Linked DNA regions of Mus musculus: region 2 is linked to region 1. Evidence: chromatin contacts called from public promoter capture Hi-C data. All regions are on one chromosome and are shown on one strand. The core of a region is the stretch at or near the end of the contact, and the rest is flanking DNA. Distances in the headings are between cores, read along the strand shown. Region 1 has its middle 220 kb from the start of Adamtsl1. Region 2 holds the start of Haus6 (HAUS augmin-like complex, subunit 6).

Evidence for each region. Promoter capture Hi-C pulls out the DNA fragments that hold promoters and counts their contacts.
Region 2: a contact with region 1 is called in a promoter capture Hi-C map of cranial neural crest. The contact joins the promoter of Haus6 here to the enhancer-like site in region 1. A contact is called at or near these places in 7 of 39 promoter capture datasets (the C10 cell line, cranial neural crest, embryonic stem cells and 3 more).

The regions. Positions count from the first base shown.
Region 1 is chr4:85,836,343-85,841,551 of GRCm38.p6, forward strand. It overlaps a transcript of Adamtsl1 not described here. Among named protein-coding and RNA genes, the nearest start is that of Adamtsl1, 220 kb to the right of the region's middle. Within about 2 kb of position 1,564, at least 41 of the 459 cell types and tissues checked have an H3K27ac peak or open chromatin away from gene starts, as enhancers often do.
Region 2 is chr4:86,608,146-86,613,549 of GRCm38.p6, forward strand. Haus6 (HAUS augmin-like complex, subunit 6) reads right to left here and starts at 3,910. Exons shown (of 17, transcript NM_173400.3): 1 at 3,541-3,910. The coding sequence starts at 3,668.

The sequences.
Region 1 (5,209 bases), core at 314-2,813:
TTGCTGCCAAGTTCACTCAGCACAGTTGGTGATGCCCTTCTTAATATATAGTCTCTGCCCTTGGCTTGTAGTAATATAGCCTTTCTTTGGCTTCCTATGTCTTTGTTCTTGGCTTCTGTGTATTTATTCTTCCTGGCTTGGTGTTACATCCATTTTCTAGCTCTCTAAATCTTCTTCATTGATGATATCATATGTTTATATGGCCTTAACATATAGTTTGTAAGACTTCCAAAGTCTTGGCTGTATCTTGTTTTAAAAACATGAGGACCCTGTAGCCACACTGCCCACTACACATCCCTCCTTCCTCCAGTTCTCCATCTGGTATTCAAAGGTAATATAGGGTGATGTAGAACAACCCAGTCATCTGACTCATCTCTTCCCTATTGCCGCTTTTGACTTAACTGTGTGTCTGTCACAGAGGTTCCTGTTGCTTCAGAAATGTCCCGACTAGGTCTGGAAGCACCTAAGCTGCATGGTTTTGTCAATGAAATAAAATTCTCATGTGAGGTGTGAAGAGCGATGGGAAACGTCAAAGTTGCTTGATCATTATTGTTGCTACAAAGTTGGTCTCCTAAGGCCAAGACAGCAAAGGAGAGCTATTAACACACAATGTCCATCATTATGGTTGTTTTCTTGTCAGCTGGAGAATATATCATTTTTGACAAGTGCTTGGCATTTTTTTTAACTCATTCAAGGAGTTGGACATAATTTGTCTGAACTGCCTCCTCTGAAAACCTCAGAAGTTAGTTCTTGCCCTTGCTATAACACTGAGAAAACTGTGCCTGGCTGTTAGACCATCAAAGGCATCAGCCAACTCACAGTGAATAGTGATACCATTATGTATTGTGCAGCCTCCTTGGAAAAAGCTTTAATTCCACTTCAGCTTTCCAGCTAGCAGAGTTGGCATTGTGTAGACACCACCATAGATGCTAAAAGTGGCTGGTGGCCAACAAAAGCCCCCTGCTGTGTCTTCCACTCTCTGAAGTAGATTCCTTACTTTCAGGCAGTGTAAAGCAAGAATGCTTCATGTACCAAATCATTTGGCAGTCTTCAATGGCATGAAAAACAACTTGTTTGTATAGAAAAATATTTTCCAGAGCTAGAAGCCCATAAAGATTATTGCCTCTTTTTAGTACACAGAAATATTCCACAAACATGACTCTCTCAGCTTTCTGCACTATGGTACCCAGAGCAGAGATTGCTCTGCGATCATCCTTTAAAGGATGCCCTCCCTTGTGGCCAGCCCTTGGGCCATCTGTGCCTGGCTCCTCCTCCGTGGTGCCTGATACCCACTGCCCATCCTGCCACTGATCAGGCTTATGGTTGGCCATCCCAATGTACAGAGAAAGAAAATCTGCCTTGGCAAGGCTGCCCCTCCCTGCTGATGAAGGAGCCTTGGCATTGTTTTAGCTGCCAGTCTGCTTGCCTTCTTGTTGCCTTTGGAAACCTGCACTTTCTCTGTGGCTTTGTGGTCGTTTCCATCCGCCAGTGTGGTCCCTCACAGAGGCACTAGCGTGCCAGACCAGCCTATTTGAATTGGTGCCAGGCCACTTACTGGGGAGGTGAAGCCAAATCCCATATATTTAAAACTGCAGTGCTGTGCTTGTCCACCTAGCTCCTGTCTCCTGAAGTCATTAGTTGTGGTTTTACTTTACTGTTAAAACACTCTTCTTTTTTTCCTCTCTCTCAGCTCTGGCTATTTTCATCTATATATATTTAGCAAGTTGTATGTAGGTACAGATTCTGCAGTTCTACTTAAATCTCTCTTTCTCCTCCCCCCCCCCTTTTTCTTCTATTTGTGTCCTACGGAAAGAGAATGTGTTTCCTATTAAATGGGGGCGGTGGGGAAGAAGATAGGGAGACCCAATATTTGACTAGAATAGAAAGTGAGGGAGCAGTGGAATTCTGCCCTGTAACGTGGGAATGGAGAGGCGCCTGTTCATGTGGCCACAGGACAGATATCATCCCTGGTCTCAAATTTCCTCAGGAAAAACACAGACCTTTGGAAACTTGATACATCTCAGGCTGCAGTTTGCTTGGCATATGTTAATATCCTTCTAATATCCTGGGGATTCGTTGAGTTGTGTAGTATCTAAGACTGTAAAAAGGAAAGCATGATTGCACAATCTAAAGCAGATAAATAATATGATTTCTATTCCTCAGCTGAGTTGGGGAAGTTAAGTGATTTTCCTGAAATCCCTCGGGAAGTTCCAGACACATTTAGGAATATAACATGTGAATTCTAACCCACAGACCTTTCAACTACAGACAGTTCTCACTCTCTCTATTTACTCTAGAATTCCACACATGTGTCTCTCAAGTAAACATTTGCATCTGGAGAGCTGCGTATGTGTATGCCTGGGACAGGAGGATTCCAAAATTGTCAGAGGAGTTGGGTTAAACATCACCAAGGCCCATGATCAGCCATTTATCAGGATATGTCCACTTTAAATAGCCACAATCCCAAAAAGCATCTACGGTAGATCAGACTTCAGTCCTAATGGAACTCATTCTTACCCAAAGCAAAGCAAGAGCCAGTGTAGTTGGCACTCATATTGTACGTGCTTCATCTAGCATCCTATATAAAATCGAGAATGGAATACAGAATATGGAGAGCATTCCTTCACAGGGAGATGATGAAACAACTAGCCATTGAGGGGCAAATGTGACAACTACATAAAAGACGTGGTTTCGACATTTTTCTATCAGAACTTTACATCTGGCTTGCAAGGTACAGTTACAATAATTTGAGGATTTTAGAACTGCCTGAGATGAGAAAATCTCAATAAGGAAATCTTATCTAAGTAGTTATGATAGTTAATACCTATAATATCAACATTTGTAATGATAAATCATAGCTACTTAGCTATGATTTCAAAATTAGCCTGAGCTATACAAATGTTTACCTGGAGGTAAAGACTTTTTGAGGAGACAGAGAGAACACACATGCACACACACACACACACACACACACACACACTCACACACACACAGACAACCAGCTCACCCCAGAAAGGAAACCAAAATAATAACTTGTTTTTCCCTGTAGTTACTAATGACAGAATGGGTTAGTGGTTACTTAAAGTACCAACATCACTGAAAAGCCCACCCCTCCATGAGAGATGGCTGGCTGCAGATCTCTCTGTACAACTTGCACATAGAGTCCGAGAAATCAATAATGTCTCCTCAGCTCTGATAACCAGAACAACTATTTATTCCCTTTTTATACATAAAGCAGGGGAGGGGTCATACAGAGAGGTCTGGGTTCTTCCAGACATGCGACCTTTTGTTTACCTCATGTGTCTTCTCCTCCCTTCTGGAAGGCTTATTGCAATTAAAAGAAATGACTGTACAAGAGTTATGAGCTTTAGTTCATCCTGGGCCAGAGAGAGAGAGAGAGAGATGTCTCAAAAACACAATCAAACCATCTCCTGGAGAAGAAGTAAGGGGAATGAGGAGGAAGAGGAGAAAGAGGAGTAAGAAGAAGAAAGAAACCATAACATAACATAGCCTATATTAGACTGCAAGAAACTTAGGTTGCTAAGGACCTATCTAATGACATTTGATACTATTTCACAAAATAAACCTCAGTGGAAGAGGTTTAATATCATTTAAACTCTAACAATGTCTTAGTATCTCAATTTTCTGAGAATTTTCTTCTCTCCGAGTTAATCTCCTCCTCCTCCTCCTTCCTCCTCCTCCTCCTCCTCCTTTCTCCAACTTCCCTTCCTGTCTTTCTGTCTTTCTGTCTTTCTGTCTTTCTGTCTGTCTTTCTTTCTTTCTTTCTTTCTTTCTTTCTTTCTTTCTTTCTTTCTCTCTCTTTCTCTTTCTTTCTCTCTCTCTCTTTCTCTCTTTCTTTCTCTCTCTTTCTCTTCTTTCTCTTCTTTCTTTCTTTCTTTCTTTCTTTCTTTCTTTCTTTCTTTCTTTCTTTCTTTCTTTCTTTTCATGTTTAAGTAATTCTTTTGCTCCTGATACTGCCTCCCATATCTCTTCAATATTGGTATTACCTGGCATTGTAGAAACATTCAGACCTACTCTTACCATGGTGACCTTCAGTAATCCCATCACCACATTGGTTCAGTTTCTGTTGGCATATTGATACCATCATGGTCCAGTCTGAACTCTCATATTCCCACACAATTTTTCAGTTGCTATTATGTACTGCTTGTAGCTTCCTCCAGGTGATATGATGAAGTCCTAAACCAAAATGTGCCTCTATCTGCAGGAAAATAATTCAGGTTAACTGACATCATAAGGATTGGCCCAAGCATAACTAAAGAGCTCCTGTGTATGCCCCCAGGAAGAGCCATGTGAGCATCACATTAGCATGTCAAACCATTGATAAGCCAAGGGGAGAAATCTTAGGAGAAATAAAATTTAATGTCACTTGGGCCATGGACTTTGAACTTATAAAACTAAAAGAGAAAGAAAAAGAGACAGGAAAAGAAAAAGAAAGACTGGGTGGGGTGGGAGTGTTGCGTTTAGTCTCTAGTTGCATATGTATCAAAAGATGGCCTAGTCGGCCATCAGTGGAAAGAGAGGCCCATTGGTCATGCAAACTTTATATGCCTCAGTACAGGAGAATGCCAAAGCCAAAAAGTGGGAGTGGATGGGTAGGGGGGAGTGGGGGGGGGAGGGTATGGGGGACTTTTGGGATAGCATTGGAAATGTAAATGAGGAAAATACCTAATAAAAAATATTAAAAAAGAAAAAAAGAAAAGAAAAAAAAAAAAGAAAGAAAAAGAAAGGCACGCCGGCAGACCGATAGACCTCTGTTTAAATTACCCAGTCAGTGGCAATTTGTTATGGCAGCTTGACAGAGACAATGACCTGCTGAGCATTTTTACTAGTTTGCATGTGGTTTAAAATGCAAACTATTGAAAGGAGAGATGTTGGTCATTCGGCTATGTGCAGTGTTCTCAGTCTCCAGCTCACAGACTCTCCAGACTTTTCCATCATTTTCAGCTTCTGTCTGTCTCTTTACTCAGTCCACTTCTGTTGGCTTGCTCCCTCAGATGCCTTCAAAGAACCTTGACATTAGTTCCCCGTCTCTATTTCAGAGACTTATTATTTTCTGACTTTATTTCTCTTGCCTGTTCTCTAATGATGGACTCTCATTTATCTGCCTCCCTTGGATCAAGAGTCCTGTCTCAGTGGTCTGTTTAAAACACTTTTATTTCTGATCAGTATCTAAATGAGTGGTTTGGTG
Region 2 (5,404 bases), core at 2,660-5,159, 770 kb after region 1:
TATTTTTTCTCATTTAGGTACATTTTATACACAACTGAAAAGCATACAAGCGGGGAGGGACTTGTTAGTGAGGGAGGGAACGGCAATAGAGATGTAAAGTGAGTAAATAATGAAGGGGGGGGGGGAAGACAAGCATACAAGCTTTTGTTTTTGTTTGTGAAAACAGAGATCCAAATAAAAAACTAGCCTTTGCTTTATTGCTATGAACATTAAACAGAGAGGGACGGAAAGCTAATTAACTTGCAGAGAATACACCCTCTGATGGCATTTACATAGTAGTAGTAACAAAAGCTAACATTTTTGGAGAACTTGATATATATTGGGTAACATTTTAGACCTTTTACAGACAGCAAATTCTTCTTTAAGTACTATACTATTTTCTTAAGATATATTTTAATAATTTGATTGTCCTCAGCTATACATACAAAGCTTCAATCTAGAAGCTAGAAAAACTGCCTCCTCCCCAAAATATCCCAGGTCAGGTGTATATTCAACAAGTGTTGAATGAACACATATACCACCTCCAACTCCCCTTTCCTTCCCACTGCTAATTTACGGTGGTGTGGATAGCTATGCAGGTCTCCTTCCCCTCTAGTCCACTCCCTAACAAAACTAACGAGACTTTCAAAATGCAGTCTTTAAGACAAATTCCTTGGACTGAAACAATTTATAAGAACAGAAGTTAACATATGCCCATATAAACTATAAACTCATAGAATTACAAACAAAAAGTCTGCCACAGATGTGAACAGAATTTGTTGTTTTTAAGTAAACATGATATGATATTCACCCTCAAAGTTATAGTTAAGTTTGATTTGGTAATTGTCTAGTAGTTACTACTATTAGCATATGTAGTGCTTTGGTTAGAAGTCTGTTCTAGGTGGCTCAGCAGGTAAAGGTGCTTGCCACTAAGCCTTACTACCTGAGTTCCATCCCTGGGACACCCACATGGTGGCAGGAAAGACTTGACTCCACACAAATATTGAGAGAAATCAAGAATAGATGAGACACCTAAGGAAAGGAACTTGCCTCCCAGAAATGCAAGCCTGAAGATCTGAATTCTATTCCCAAACTCAAGTAAATAAATCGTCTAACTACACATTGTCCTTTGACCTGCACACACTTGCTGTGGCTCGCACTTGCACACTCACAGACAATAAATGAAACAAAAACTAAGAAACAGATGAATAACTGGGAATGGTGGTACATACTTCTACCACACCTGACACTTGGAGGTGGAGGCAGAAGGATTAGGAGATTAAGGTCATATCTGGAGTTTGAGACCAGCCTGAGATATTAAAACCTTTTTCTCCAAAAAAGAAAAAAAAAAAAAGGAAGAAAAAGAAGGAGGAAGAGGAAAAAGAAGGAAGAGGAGGAGGAAGGGGAAGATGAGGAGGAAAAAGGAGGAGGAAGAGAAAGAAAGGAAGAAAGGAAGAAAGAAAAAAGGAAGGAAAGAAAGAGAGAGAGAGAGAGAGAGAGAGATTAAAAATAAGATACCTAGGTGCATTAACACAACCATTAGAACTGAAATTATACTGACAAAATACATGCAGGCACAATGGCACACTCCTGCAATCAATCCCAGCACTCCAGAAGCCAAGGCAAGAGGATTATCACAAGCACAAGACCAGCTGGGAGCAGAGTCTCATGCCTTTAGTCCCAGTACCTAGGAAACAGAGGCAAATGGATCTCTCATGAGTCTGAAGCCAACCCAGTCTACATAATGCATTCCAGGACAGCCAGAGAGCTAAATAGTGAGACCCTGTCTTGGAAAAAAAAAAAAAAAAACAAAAATTGAAGAAAAACAAAAAGATAACAATTAAATAGATGGGGGCAACAGATGACGGATCTATCCCCAGATTATTCTTGTCCTTGGTGAGGAACATGAGGAACATAACAGAAACTGTCTCCAGCCCGGTTTCTTTTTTCTTTTCTTTTCTTTTCTTTTCTTTTCTTTTCTTTTCTTTCCTTTTCTTTTCGAGACAGAGTTTCTCTGTAGCCCTGGCTGTCCTGGAACTCACTCTGTAGACCAGGCTAGCCTTGAACTCAGAAATCCACCTGCCTCTGCCTCCCGAGTGCTGGGATTAAAGGCATGCACCGTCATGCCCAGCCAGCCCTGTTTCTGGAAACTTCATCACCCTATTCTGGTAGCATAGTTATGTGAGGGCTGAAATGTAACAGCAGCAAAAGTTTCTGAAAATGCATCAACCAAAAGTTAACATGATATCAACACTTAAGCAAGAGAGGCAAACAGAGCTGGAGGCCATGGTATATAATCATCCATCTCAAAGGAAAAAAATGGGGGAGCATCCTTTAGTATGCAAATTTACTTTCGTCCCTAATAGTAAAATTACATGTATGCCATGGAATTGCTTTAAAATAACATGTATAACCTACTACAAGTGAATGATTGCATACTATCATATACCTACTTAACTGAGGTTGCATAAAAATGTCTAAAGCATCAAAAAACAAAACAAAGTTAATTTAACTAGGGATGGTTGGTGGGACGTTTTAATCCCCAGCACATAAGAGGCAAGGGCAGGCTGGTATCTGAGTTCAAGGCTAGCCTGTCCACAAAAAGAGGTCCAGAAGCCTTGTCTTGAAAAATAAACAAACAAACAAAAACAAAAATCAAACAAAAGACAAAATTCATTGAGACTGGAGAGATGTCTCAGGTTACTAACAGTGTCTGCGCCTCCAAAAAGACACGGGTTCAATTCCCAGAATCCACATGGCAGATCTAAACTGTAACTCCAGTCCCAGAAGATCTGACAACCTCACACAAGACATACAAGCAAGCAAAACAGCAATCTGGAGGAGCAAGGCGATGGAATTAAAATCCCAGCACACCTCCCATTACTACAGAGAGGGGGGTTTTGTCTCAAAATAAAAATAATAGTAGCCGGGCGGTGGTGGCGCACGCCTTTAATCCCAGCACTTGGGAGGCAGAGGCAGACGGATTTCTGAGTTCAAGGCCAGCCTGGTCTACAAAGTGAGTTCCAGGACAGCCAGGGCTATACAGAGAAACCCTGTCTCGAAAAAAAAAAATAGTAATAATGGTGATGATGGTGATATAGTAATAATAGAATCATTCTTTCCATTAAATTATAAGGAGGAAAGGGGGCCTGAAACCGGAAGCTCGTGTCTAAAGTATACAAATATAAACAAAGTATTTCTTTTTGTGATCGCAACCATAACTGAAGTGGCAAAGGAAAGGGTATCGGCTTTTGATTTTCATTCCCACACATTATTATGTTTTTGCTAGCTGTAACATGTTTTAGTTCGGATTCAAAGTTTAAACCCACAGTTAACTACTTATAAGATGTTTGCATATATAGTTCCCCGACGCCTCCCACCAACTACAGACCACGAAGGCAGGGTTAAGCGGGCCCGCCGTTGTGCCTCAACTGCAGAGCACGCCTCTAAAGCGTCCCGCACCCGCATCCCTTACACTGGTGACGACCAGTCCCCCACCACAGGGTTCTGCCGCCAGTGACTGGACGCCAAGGACCGCGCCACCGCCCCAGATCTCCTTACTCTCCAAGGTGCGCGTGCGGCACCATCTTCCCGCCGAACGTGATGCTGGAGCTCGGATCCAAGCCCAGCGCCTGCAGGTACATCCAGAGATGCTGCTTCTCGAAAGCGGAGTCCCGGGCCGAGCTCATGCTTTCCACGGGCAGGGCGACTGTGACGGAGGAAAACGAAGGCACCGAAGCCGTGAGGACCCTTGGACCCCTCCTACAGGCATCCCGGGGTGACGACAACCCCTCTGCGGCGGCCGCCCGCTGCCTCCTCTCCGAGAGCCATCCCACCACAAAAGGCCGAACGCGCCCAGAAAAACAGACAGTGACTGCAGCGCTCCACGCAAACCAAGACTCCCGCGCTTGCGGAAGACTACACTGCGCAGGCGCAGGCGCAGTCCCGACTTCCGGGACTGGTCTTCCTAAGAGGACTCAATCTCCCACCATGCAATGCATCCCTGTCTCCGGGCACATGAAGTCCCTGAGAGAAACTATAAGACCCACAAAGCATTGCGTGACCAGCCAATTGCCCCAAGGTCCGGAAACCGGGTGTTTTCTAGAGCCCTCCCGGCCTTAGTTCCGGATTCTTTGCGTTTTAGGTTTCTGTTGCTCGGGTTGTGATTGCTGTTCAGTAAAAGCTACATTGTAGCTCCTTATAGTGAGTGATGCAGGTGTATGGCCCTAAACAAATCATCTTTTCCTTTATTTTAAGACAGGGTCTTGTCCGGTGGAGGCAGCGGTGTACTCCTTTAATCCCAGTACTCAGAGGAGAAGAACTTTGTTAGTTCGAGAACACTACTGATTTCCGGGACAGCCAGAGCTACACAAAGAAACCCTGTCTCGAAATAAAACAAAGCAAAACCAAAAAGGCAGGATCTTGCTATGTAGCTCTAACTTTATGTAGCGCAGTCTGGCGTCGAAGACTGTACCTGCCTTCCTACTATATGAATTAATGGGCAAGAGTCACAGGGGCCGATGGAGTTGTTCATTGATCACCTCATCTAGAGTGCTTGGCAAAATTTTTATTATCAAATGTTTCTTTGGTCGTGGAGGTTGCAAGTCGAGATTTCTTTTAGCCTCCTCTGGCCTTGAACTCCCTTCCCAAAGGAAGATGACCCTGAATTCCTAATTCTGGAATGCTCTCCATCTTTGTGGGAGGCACCACCAGCCATACTTCAACTTGCTGTACTAGAAATCTGTCTCTCACCGGGCAGCACTTGGGAGGAGAAGACAGGCGGATTTCTGAGTTGCAGGCCAGCCTGGTCTACAGAGTGAGTTCCAGGACAGCCAGAGCTATTCAGAGAAACCCTATCTCGAATAACAACTACAACAAAGTCTGTCTCTCTGCTGAGTGTCAGGAGTCATAATGGGACAAGCATCATCCTGAAGTGGTCTACTTCGGATTATTAGATGACCTGCGACAGGTGCACCCTTATTAAGCAAGGCTGTAAGGAATTCATTTTAGGGAAGATTCCTGCTATTAATATTGCTTTTCCTGTTATTATTAAAAATATATAACAATCACTAAGTAGTAGCACACCCCTTTGGAGCAGATCTCTGCAGATCCATGAAGATGTATTGTCTTGTAGTGATGCCATATAGACAAATAGATGACTTAAGTCATCATGATGATCCTATAAGAATTCCTAAAATTTTATCTGTGATTATTAAGCTCATTTTTACTGGGACTCCTATTAAGTCGTTTTTGATAGTCAAAACTGCAATGAGAACTCGGCCAATTTTCCACATGTTACCAGTTCTTAGATGGTAACCAGATTTTCTCCTATTCAGAGCACATTCCAAGAGGTGATAAAACAATTAACCAAAAGTCATATAAAGGGAACTAATGATTTATTATAGGTGCTAGGACAGAAGATAAA